Regions from separate parts of the Pan troglodytes genome. Here region 1 is linked to region 2. A link is a contact called in public Hi-C data. All regions are on one chromosome and are shown on one strand. Each heading gives the region's core, a stretch centred on a gene start, on an enhancer-like site or on the middle of the called end of the contact. The rest is flanking DNA. Distances are from core to core; before and after follow the strand shown. Region 1 has its middle 190 kb from the start of KATNAL1. Region 2 has its middle 74 kb from the start of UBL3.

Evidence for each region. A called contact is a pair of places that touch in the nucleus more often than the background predicts.
Region 1: a Hi-C map of stem cell-derived neural progenitor cells shows a contact between it and region 2, with 4 times the contacts expected there. The contact joins two enhancer-like sites. A contact is called at or near these places in 2 of 7 Hi-C or Micro-C datasets (blood and stem cell-derived neural progenitor cells) and 1 of 1 datasets of contacts at active chromatin or transcription factors (stem cell-derived excitatory neurons).

The regions. Positions count from the first base shown.
Region 1 is chr14:29,284,024-29,289,135 of NHGRI_mPanTro3-v2.0_pri, reverse strand. No RefSeq gene overlaps it. Among named protein-coding and RNA genes, the nearest start is that of KATNAL1, 190 kb to the left of the region's middle. Within about 2 kb of position 2,950, at least 15 of the 24 cell types and tissues checked have an H3K27ac peak or open chromatin away from gene starts, as enhancers often do. A contact at or near this core is called in stem cell-derived neural progenitor cells, where this site is marked.
Region 2 is chr14:29,093,118-29,097,866 of NHGRI_mPanTro3-v2.0_pri, reverse strand. No RefSeq gene overlaps it. Among named protein-coding and RNA genes, the nearest start is that of UBL3, 74 kb to the right of the region's middle. Within about 2 kb of position 2,431, at least 12 of the 24 cell types and tissues checked have an H3K27ac peak or open chromatin away from gene starts, as enhancers often do. A contact at or near this core is called in stem cell-derived neural progenitor cells, where this site is marked.

The DNA of each region.
Region 1 (5,112 bases), core at 1,701-4,200, 190 kb before region 2:
CTTCTGATATGGTTTGGCTCTGTGTCCCCACCCAAATCTCATCTGGAATTGTAATCCCCATGTGTCAAGGGACGGACCTGGTTGGAGGTGGTTGGGGGTGATTGGATCATGGGGGCAGTTTCCCCCATGCTGTTCTTGTGATTGTGAGGGAGTTCTCACGAGATCTGGTTTAATAGTGACAGTTTCCTCTGCGTGTGCTATCTCTCTCGCCTGCCACCATGTAAGAAGTGCCCTGCTTCCCCTTCACCTTCCACCATGATTGTAAGTTTCCTGAGGCCTCTCCAGCCTTGTAGAACTGTGTGTCAATTAAACCTCTTTTGTTTACAAATTACCCAGTCTCAGGTATTCTTTATAGCAGTGTGAAAATGGACTAATACATTTTCTCAGACCTATCAAACAGGTGGGATTGCTGTCAACTTAATTAAATTCATAGTTTTAAAATTTGGTGAGTATTTGTTTAGTCTTATCAGTGATCATGGAGATGTTTAGTGGGCCTGACAATGCAGAACCCTGTGGCACATCACCGGAAGCCTCTCTCTGGGTTCCATTGAACCTATTCCCTTCCCCTTTTGTCCTATCTGACTCTTTTCATAGTCTCCATTGCTGATTTATGCAGGGCGTCTTGCACTGGATAGAAGTTGGGAGTTATGATTTTGTATTTTTTCAAGCTTTATTTCTTATATTCCAAGCCCTATTTTAAATCCATTCTTTTAGATCTACTCTGACTCTTTTAAACCTAGTTAAATCTGACACCGCAGGGAAGATAAGATTAGCGTCGTGGTTCTCAAACTTCAGAGTGTATTGGAATCACCTGAGGGTATGCTAAAACACGGGTGCCAGGCCCCATCTTCAGAGTTTCAGATTCAGTAGTTCTGGGGCAAAACCTGAGAATTTGTATTCCTAAGTCCCCAGGTGCTGCTGCTGCTGTTGGTCTGAGAACCACACTTTGAGAACCACTACTATAAAAGATCCTTCCTTATGTCTTTATATAAACAAAGATGCTGGGACTTTTACCCCTTCCACTAAGAATGTTTGGCCACAAGAGCTCTTTAATATTTGCTAAATAATAATGCAGATACTGCTTGCTGTCTTTGGTGTTAGGTGTTTAGTTTGGTTTGGCCCAATTAGATCAGAAAAGTTATTCTTTCACCAACATATGGGTAGCAAACTATCTTCTTTACGTAATTCTTTGTCTTCAAATTATTCCATGTCCTCTCTAATTAGAAAGCACTTGTAAACACTTGATGACTTGAATTAAAAGGCTTAACACAAAGCCTAAAGCGTTGCCTATGCTGTCTCTCATCCATATTTTGTAGATTTAAGATCACTCCCTATCTGCACTTGTGAGCCATCTCTGCTCCCTGGATCCATGTCAACCTGTTTCTGTTCCTCCTAACTGCCCCCTATCCCCCAGCTGCCACTGGGAAGCATAATGGCAGGGCCGTGGGCTGGCTCCCTCCAGAAGCTGTTGCTCTGACAACTGAGTGATGGGAAGAAAGCCTGGGCCATCCAAGCTGGTGGCTTCAGGAAGGGTGGAGGACAGTCTCCACGCTGCTGCTGCCGAGTGCTGATGAAGAGACTTCCTCTGAGGCCGGCTCGGCCCTGAGCCTCGCAGGAGACCCACCATCTGTCTTAGCTTCTCTGCCTCTCCCGGTTTTACAAGAGGTGGGAAACCCAGGCCCAGAGGGACACAACCCAACCTTGCTGATTTGGTCTACAAAGGATCTGTCAATTTACTTTGCAAAGTAAGTCATTGGTATTTACTTTCTCCTCCTCCTTCTTTTGCCGTCCATTCAGAAATGTCTGAATGATCACTGCTGCGTCAGCCTCTGTGAAATTCAACTCTGTACACAATCAACAGAACAGATGTCCACACAGAGTAAGTTACAAGAGGGAGTCCATGTCACAAAGCTAACTGCCTGACTTAGATGGCTGAAATTCCCAGGCATTTCCACATTTATACATTGTATTCAGGGAATAAAACACAAGGCTGAGGCTAAGGTCTGAATGTTTGTGTCCTCTCAAAATTCACGTTAAAACTGAGCTCCCAAGGTGATGGCATTAGCAGGCAGGGCCTTTGGGAAGTGATTAGGTCACCCTGATGAACGGGATTAGTGCCCTTATAGAAGAGATCCCAGGGAACGCTCTTCCTCCTTCTCCCAGGTAAGGACACAGCTAGGAGGCACCATCTATGAACCAGAGAGCAGGCTTTCCCCAGACACTGAATCAGCTGGCGCCTTGATCTGGGACTTCCCAGCCCCAAGAACTGTGAGAAATCAGTTTCTATTGTTTATAAGCTACCAGTCTAGGGCATTTTGCTATAGCAGCCTGACTATAGCAGCTGGATTAGGATTGCCATTTAGAGTTATAAGCTTTTTCAGATGTTCATATGAAGACATTTTACTTATCATTTGTTTTCATTAAATTAAGTAAATAAACATTTTTAAAGTTACTCAAACTGTGTTCTATGGTGCTTTAATTTAACTTTCTTATTCATTACCCTACTTATTCATTCCTTATTCCAGATAAAAGCCTTTGTGAAGGTCAGTGTTATGTATTTAATATATTTAAGAAAACGTTGCATTTATAACTCATTCATTCCTTGCCAAAGTATCCGTGGTTCCAGGAGAAAGAGCCAACGCGGCTATATTTGCCCCGCAGACAAGTAAGTGTTTCGTTGCCATTGGGTTCACGACATGCAGGTGCATAACATTCTCTGCCTGCACTTTCCGGGCCTTACTTACCATTCTTCCTTTCTATCGCATCTCCTTTCTTTCATTCCTTAAGCCTGTGGGAATCCTGCCACCAAGCCCTCTGATGGGAAAATGCGTCCACTGTTTTCTTTAGCTGAAAACTACCCCTAAACTACTGAAGGGGAAAGCCCAGCGCTGGGGAACCGGTGTCCGCCAGGGGGAGCCGTGGTTTCTGTCTGGGGACGCAGCGCTCCGGGCCAGCACCTGGCTGCGACGGCTGCGCGGGGACGCAGTGCGCGCGCCTCACGCGCCGCGAGCTGACTCAGGCTTGCAGGTTGCAGCGGCGCTCGCCTGCCTGGGCGCTGCGGCTCGCGGGGTGCCGGCCTGCAGCCAGGGGCACGGGGCCTGGCGCAGAGCCAGGCGACGAGCGACGGGGGCTTGAACCAGCTTGGGCCCCGCGACCTGCCCCGGCCGGGGGTGGACGGCGCGGCGCCGGGCAGCGAGCACCTGGGCGGGGACGCGCTCGGTGAACGGGGTCACAGAGTCACTAATGGCTCCCGCCACCCCCGCCGCCGCCGCCTCCCGCAGCCGCCCGCGCGGCGGAGGAAATGGACCTGCCAGAGGATTGATCTCCCTGGGAAATGGCTGCGTCGGCGCTGCGGTTCCAAGGAGTCTGGCAGCCTCGCTGCAGTGTCCTTCCAGAGCCATCCCCTGCAGCCCTCGTGCCTCTCTGCCCTTTTTTTCCTCTTACAAAAACAAAATGTTTCTAAATTTCCAGCCAGGGGGCCCTATCCTCAATAGATCTGTCATTCACTGGGGCCCTTGAAATCACGGGTCATTGCAAGCAATTTTCTAAACTTCGTTTTTAGCTGGGGAAACTCCCCAGGGTCTGTGGTCAAGGGAGAGCAGGGGTATTTAAAAGCTGACCCTTGTAACCCACTGCTCTCCCTTCTCCTTTGAAGATAAAGGGAGGGCGGGGTTCTGAACACTGACTCGAGGAAGTTTGGGAATTCTCGTGCCCACGTTCCTGCTAAGGAGTGGCTAGTGGAGCGTGAGAGCAGTTACTATGAGCCAGACCCGTGCTAAGCCTCACATTGAAGGCATTTCGTGCTCCAAGGAATCCGATCACTCTCATTTTACAGAGGACAAAATCAGGGCTCAGCGAGGCCTGGTCATTTGCCAAAGCTTACACACCTAGGCTCTGCCAGAGGCACCCTTGTCACTTAACTCCCCGACTGAGTCCCCTTAACCTCCACCCAGAGAGGAGAGGTTCCCGGAGTGGTTTAAGAGATAACAACTCCCCTATTGACGGGGGCGAGGAGTAGGCAAAGTGGGATCCCCAAGCCATTGCCAGAGACTTCCGGGTTCAAGAGTGGTTCAAGAGTCCTTGTGTATAAAAAGAGCAGATAAAGAGTTTGCTTCAGGCACTCTCAGCATCAAAGTCACCTAACATTTGCCCAGTTTAGGGGGTGGGGGAGTTTGGGGGTATATCAGTTTGCTAGGCATAGTATAATATCATAGACTGGGTGGCTTAGACAACAGACATAGATGTTCTCACTGTTCTGGAGGCTGGACGTCCGAGATAAAGATGTAGTCCGGGCGTGTTTCTCCAGGGCCTCCTTGGCTGCCTTTTGCTGTGTGCTCACATGGGTTTTCCTCTGTGCATGCACTTGTCTATGTCCAGATTTCCTCTTTGTATGAGGACACCAGTCAGATGGGATTAGGGCCTACTCTAAGACCTCATCTTAACTTAATTAACTCTGTAAAGCTCTTATCTCCAAATACAGTTACATTCTGAGGCACTAGACGGCAACAGGATTTTTTGGGGGGGGGTGGGGAGAGGGGTAAAATTCAGCCCTAAGAGAGGTCCAAATAAATGTTACTTGTAAGATACCACACCTTGAAAAATGTGTGTTCCTATTCCGTATGTAAATCAGTCAGGTTTTTATTTTTGCACATAAACATCTTTCCTAAGAACAGAGAGCCCTGAGAAAAATGCCCAAGCACTCTGTACTCTGTCTATTCATTGTTTTTTAGGAGTCATGAGTCTTTGGTTTGGCTCAAGCAAAATCATGTGTGAAATCCAATAAATGGGAAGTCTTTATTGCTCAACCACTTTTGAAAAATATCTATCATTGAGGCCAATTTTTTTTTTTTTCTCCTGTCAGGTCTCATGATTTTCTACTGAAACCAACTCTGGAGTAAAAGGCTTACGTTGGCAGGAGAGTGTAGTACCGAATGGCGGACGCTAGATGACGCCCCGGGTAGAGGCAGGGAGGAAACAAAATGTCTGCAGCCTCAGCTCAGGCTTTGATTTGGCTGGAATGCGTTCATTCATTCTTGAAGTTGGAGTTTTTCAATCAAAATGAAACCTACTGCTCTGACTCTAATGGAAAAGTCAGGGTTTTGTTTTGTTTTG
Region 2 (4,749 bases), core at 1,182-3,681:
GCGCGTTGAGAAACAGTGGGGTAAAGTGACATCACCAAGGTGAACGGGTGAAATTCAGCTCCAACTTCAAAAGTTATTCTTAGGGAAGAAAATCATCTCTTCTCTCTTCCTCCTTCGGCTCCTGTTGGCCGGTGCCTTCCTGAACCTGAGGAATGTCTTTGCTCTTTCCAACTCCCACATTCAAAACAGAGTCTTACAACTCAGCCACATTTTCTGCTGAGCCAGCCACTGGGAACAAACACCAAGGTCTGTGGCAACCAAAGGTGTATGTGTGTGTGTGTTTGAGTGTGTGTGAGAGAGTGTGTGTGAGAGAGAATGTGAGTACATATTTGTTTATTTGTGTTTGTGTGTAGTGTGAGTGGGTGTATGTGTCTGAGTGTTTGCATATGCGTGAGAGTGTCTATGTGTGTGTTTATGTGTGCGTTTGTGTGTGTTGTGAGTGTATGGTTGTGTTTGTGTCTGTGTGTGTGGTGTGAGTGTGTGCATGTGTATCTCTGCATGTGTGTTTTTGTGGGGTTTGTGTGTATGCATTAACGTGTGTGGGGGCAGTATGTGTGTGTTTCTGTGTGTGTGTGTGTGTGTATTGCTTTTCTTCTAGTCTCCTCCTCCACACCATCAGCCCACGCAATCCACACCTCGTAAAACAGAACCCACATCCCCATCCTACTACAAGGAACTGGAGAAAAAAAAAAAAACAAGCAACAAACCCTCCTGCCACAGTCAGAGCCCAAGGAGAAAACTGGGTGTAGATTTCAATCCACCCTCCCAGGTCTGCAGGTGTGAGACAAGGTCACCTTTCTTGAATGTCATGACAGTTTTCAGTGTGTGTGACTCATCTATGTTATTCCAGTTCTCCTTCATTAGGGGGATAAAATGCTTTTCTATCTTTAATGAATGCCAGTGATTCAGGAGTTCGAGAGAGGTGGGCCCTAATTAGTTAAGCAGGGTTTCCATTACACAGAAAGCCTGAAAGGAAGGATTTTGGCTATTCCTGTGCCAGCAGCCAGAAGCCCAAGCCACACCAGAATAGGGAGGTGTCGTTTTGTTGTCAGTCACCAAGAGAACCGGAGAAAGAGTTGTGAAACCAGGCTAAGGCCCTGGCACTGGCTTCCTTGTCTGTAAAATGTGAGTGCTAGACTGGAGTTCTGGATCTCTGCCAGCTCACAGATGATATGACTCTCTAAAGTATTTGGTCAATATTAGGCAGTCCCCACTGGAAAGCTGGGTTAATAGACAACTTGCAGGCTTAGTCCTGAGAAAGCCTCGTGACGTTACTAAGGAATATAGTAGAGAATCCAAAGAGGAGAGGGGGAACTCTACCTACTTTGGTGGAATAAATAGGGTTTTTTAATGAGAGAAGAGTAAGCCCTAGCCCAAATTGTGTAGCAGCCACGGTTCACGTCCAGCTCCTGCATAATCCTTTTTCCCTATCAATCTCAGTAAAGGATCTAAAATCAATGACTTCTTGTTTTGATGGTTTTGAAGTCACTGTTTTTCCGTCAAAGGGGTATGTGCATTTTAGTTTTATTTTCAGCTGTGGGGTGGAAGGCCTCTCTCTGTGGCAGGAACTGCAGGCATGAGCAGTGGCTGGGGGAATGGGTGTGCACAGCTGCAGCCTCAAGGTCTCAAGCCTGATGTCCTTACTTCTGGTGCAGGGACTTTGTAGATTGGGAGGCCCATTCTCTCTCTCTCTCTCTCTCTCTCTCTCTCGCTCGCTCTCGCTCTTGCTCTGACTCTCTCCCTCTCTGCTGATGGCTTATGCTTTCCCTCAAGAAGCACTCAGAACTTTCTGCGGCCACTCCTTGCTGCGTACAGCTGGCAATCCAGATGCCCCAAGCCCCCCAGCAGGAGTCCTTCCCAGCGGAGTCGTTCCTCCATGGAAAGACGCACCAGGAAGCCCTCCTTGGCAGAGGGCTGCCCTCTTTTGCCCTGAGCACCCTAGAGCGAGGCTGGAGTAGCTAGGAGCATGATGAGCAAGTGGGGCTCTCCTCTCTGTTTGCATTCCATTTGATGAGGCAGCTGGCGAAGCTTCTCCCCCGTCTCAGCTGCGGGGTGAGCAGACTGCGGCTACTGACTCTGATGTGCTCACCGGAGCATCACCTGCCTCCAGCCAGGAATTCCACCTGTTCCAGTGACACCAAAGATGTGTAGGAAGGATGTCCTCATCCACCTCAAACAACTCCCAAATGAATTTCCTTCTTTTGAGGGGGCTAGCGACAGGAAAAAACATGGCATCACCAGGCACTGAGCACTTTAAGCAGACAGAGCCTCTTGTAAAATAGGAAGCGGAGAGCCTTTAAGTCGCACATGGCATTAGCTGCCATGTCTTGAATTTGGGCAGCCAGTCCAGGCAGGCAAACCCAGCTGGAGAGGAGCAGGACAGGGTGCCCAGCAGGGGGCGCTGTATTGCACGCGCCCCCGGAGACAAAGGCTGCCGATGGAGGGGTGGGTCCTAGCCCCAGCAAGGACGCCAGGAGTGTGACTCAGGTGCTGTTGTTGGTTAGAGGAGTGGCTAAGGCAGGAGAAATCCTGAATCACGCTGTGGCCACGTGGCACCAGGATCACACACTTGGTGAGATTGTGCTCATGCCCTGAGCCATTTCCTCATCCAAAACAAATATTTGAGTTTAAAGAGCTGAGTAAAGCTGCAGAACGTTTTGTAGATTTATCACATTTTCTCTGCTGCAACTAGAGGCCTTGGAGAGCCTTACTTGTGGCAGTCCACACAAGAACCTTGTTTCTGTAAGTAGTTTGCACTGAAAGCCAGTGACTTCATACATAAAGAATGTCCTCTCTGGCTGGCTCGCCCAGTCTCCACTTCTTCTGTTTTGTTTGTGTAATTGGTGCCTAGACAGAATTTCCAAAAGCATTCACCCAAAACTGAAGGGGATGGGGTATACGGCTTGGGAACAGTCTCCTTCTCCAGCCTCGCATGCCATTCTAGGGCTAGCCTGCCGTTCCCCAGCTCAGAGAAGGAACCCAGCAAGTGCATGACTGTTGGAAGGCAGTTGCTTGTCCTGTTTCTGTCGCAGGCATGATATGTGATCTGGGTGACTTACTTACCCTCTCTAGCTATTAGTTTCCTAACCTGTAAAAATTATGTCCAAGATCCTGTCCAACTAAACTTTTAAGCCTGTCTGGATTAGGCTCAAGGCATTTTGGGGCTTGTGGAAGCAGCTCAAAGTTGGATCTGTGGTTTGAGTCTCCTTGGGGTGTCCTCTACCTAAGCCAGAACTTGGGCTCTGGAGCAAATGGAGCCAGTCCTCAGAATCACCTTGATATTTCATGGGCCTTTCATGTGGGTTTTTAAGTGACTTAAAAACCCGGGCTGTTAGAAAAACAACAGCAACCACCAGAGACCATCTGGAACTAGAAGAGTCTAAGGGAACAAAGAAAGAGGGAATCTAAGAGGACATGGGTAAAGGGGGATTCCTCAGAGCAACTGCTTCACAGCAGTCATTTTATGATGAGATTTCCATTTTTCCAATACTCGTATCTCCAAAACACATATTCCGTCTCTCTCTCTTCAGAGATCACATTGCCTCTGCCTTTTGGCATTATCTGCCATGTCTCAAATTTAATCAGCCTTTTTTCCCCTTTGTCTTGGCAATAGAACCACTGGTGTCAATGCTTAGACTGTGAGTCTTGCAGTTCAAAGAGAGAATTGAGTCAGCAGAACAGGACCGACTCAGCATTCCCAGGTTGGCCACAGTGGGGCCAATTCTCTGGTCCATATTTTGGCCTAATTCCCATTGAAATCCAATGCCCAGTAAGAAGTACAAGCTTTACATCTACAATTATGAACAAAGGTTTTTAAGCGGCTACAGGGCAAAAAATAGGGATCTGCATCTCTCTATCAGCAATTACCCTAGACTTATTATTATAATAGCCCAACTGTCCGTGCAGTTGCTCACGTGGGCCCAGGGGCCAGGCCATTCCTATGCATGCCCTCAGCTCAGCCCTCCCCACTCATGGCTGATGGGATCAGGCCTACCACTCATTATGAGTTAGGGAGGAGAAATGAGAAACGGAGAGCTGGAAAGATTTTATGTGTTCTTCTTCCCCTACTACTCACCACTACTTCATGTTTTTATTACTTAGCAGTAAGTTATCCTGAACAAGTACTTTACTGTTACAGAAATAGAAGGAAAACCAAGAGGTATTAAGAATGCTGAGTCATCATGGGAGCTTGGACGGAGTGACCAGGGGTGAGGTTACAAAAGGTGAAATGTACATCTCTGGGTATCAATAGTAGGATAATCTCCATTGAATTGCCCCGAATTACAGCTTGTTACTCGAGAAATAAAGGCCCAAGGGACCTGTGGTAGAAATGGTAAGCTATCTAGTGATTTGCAGGGGTTATCAACCCTGGATCTGCATGAGAAATGCTCCACAAACAAAAATTAGTCACAGCTATACCGCACCTACTGAACGACGGTTTCTGGAGGGCGGGTCTCAGGCATCAATATCTTTAAAGGCTCAAGATGATCTCGACGCACAGCTAGGAATAAGAACACCAAAACATAGCAAGTACTTTTTTCTCCACTAAGGAAGGAAATTAAGAAATGTCCCAAAAGCTGGAAAGAGACTGTTATAGCATTAAATAAATAAAATTCTATTTTTTTTTCTTTTGAGGCGGAGTCTCGCTCTGTCTCCCAGGCTGGAGTGCAGTGGTGCGATCTCGGCTCACTACAACCTCTGCCTCCCAGGTTCAAGCGATTCTCCTGCCTCAGCCTCCCAAATAGCTGG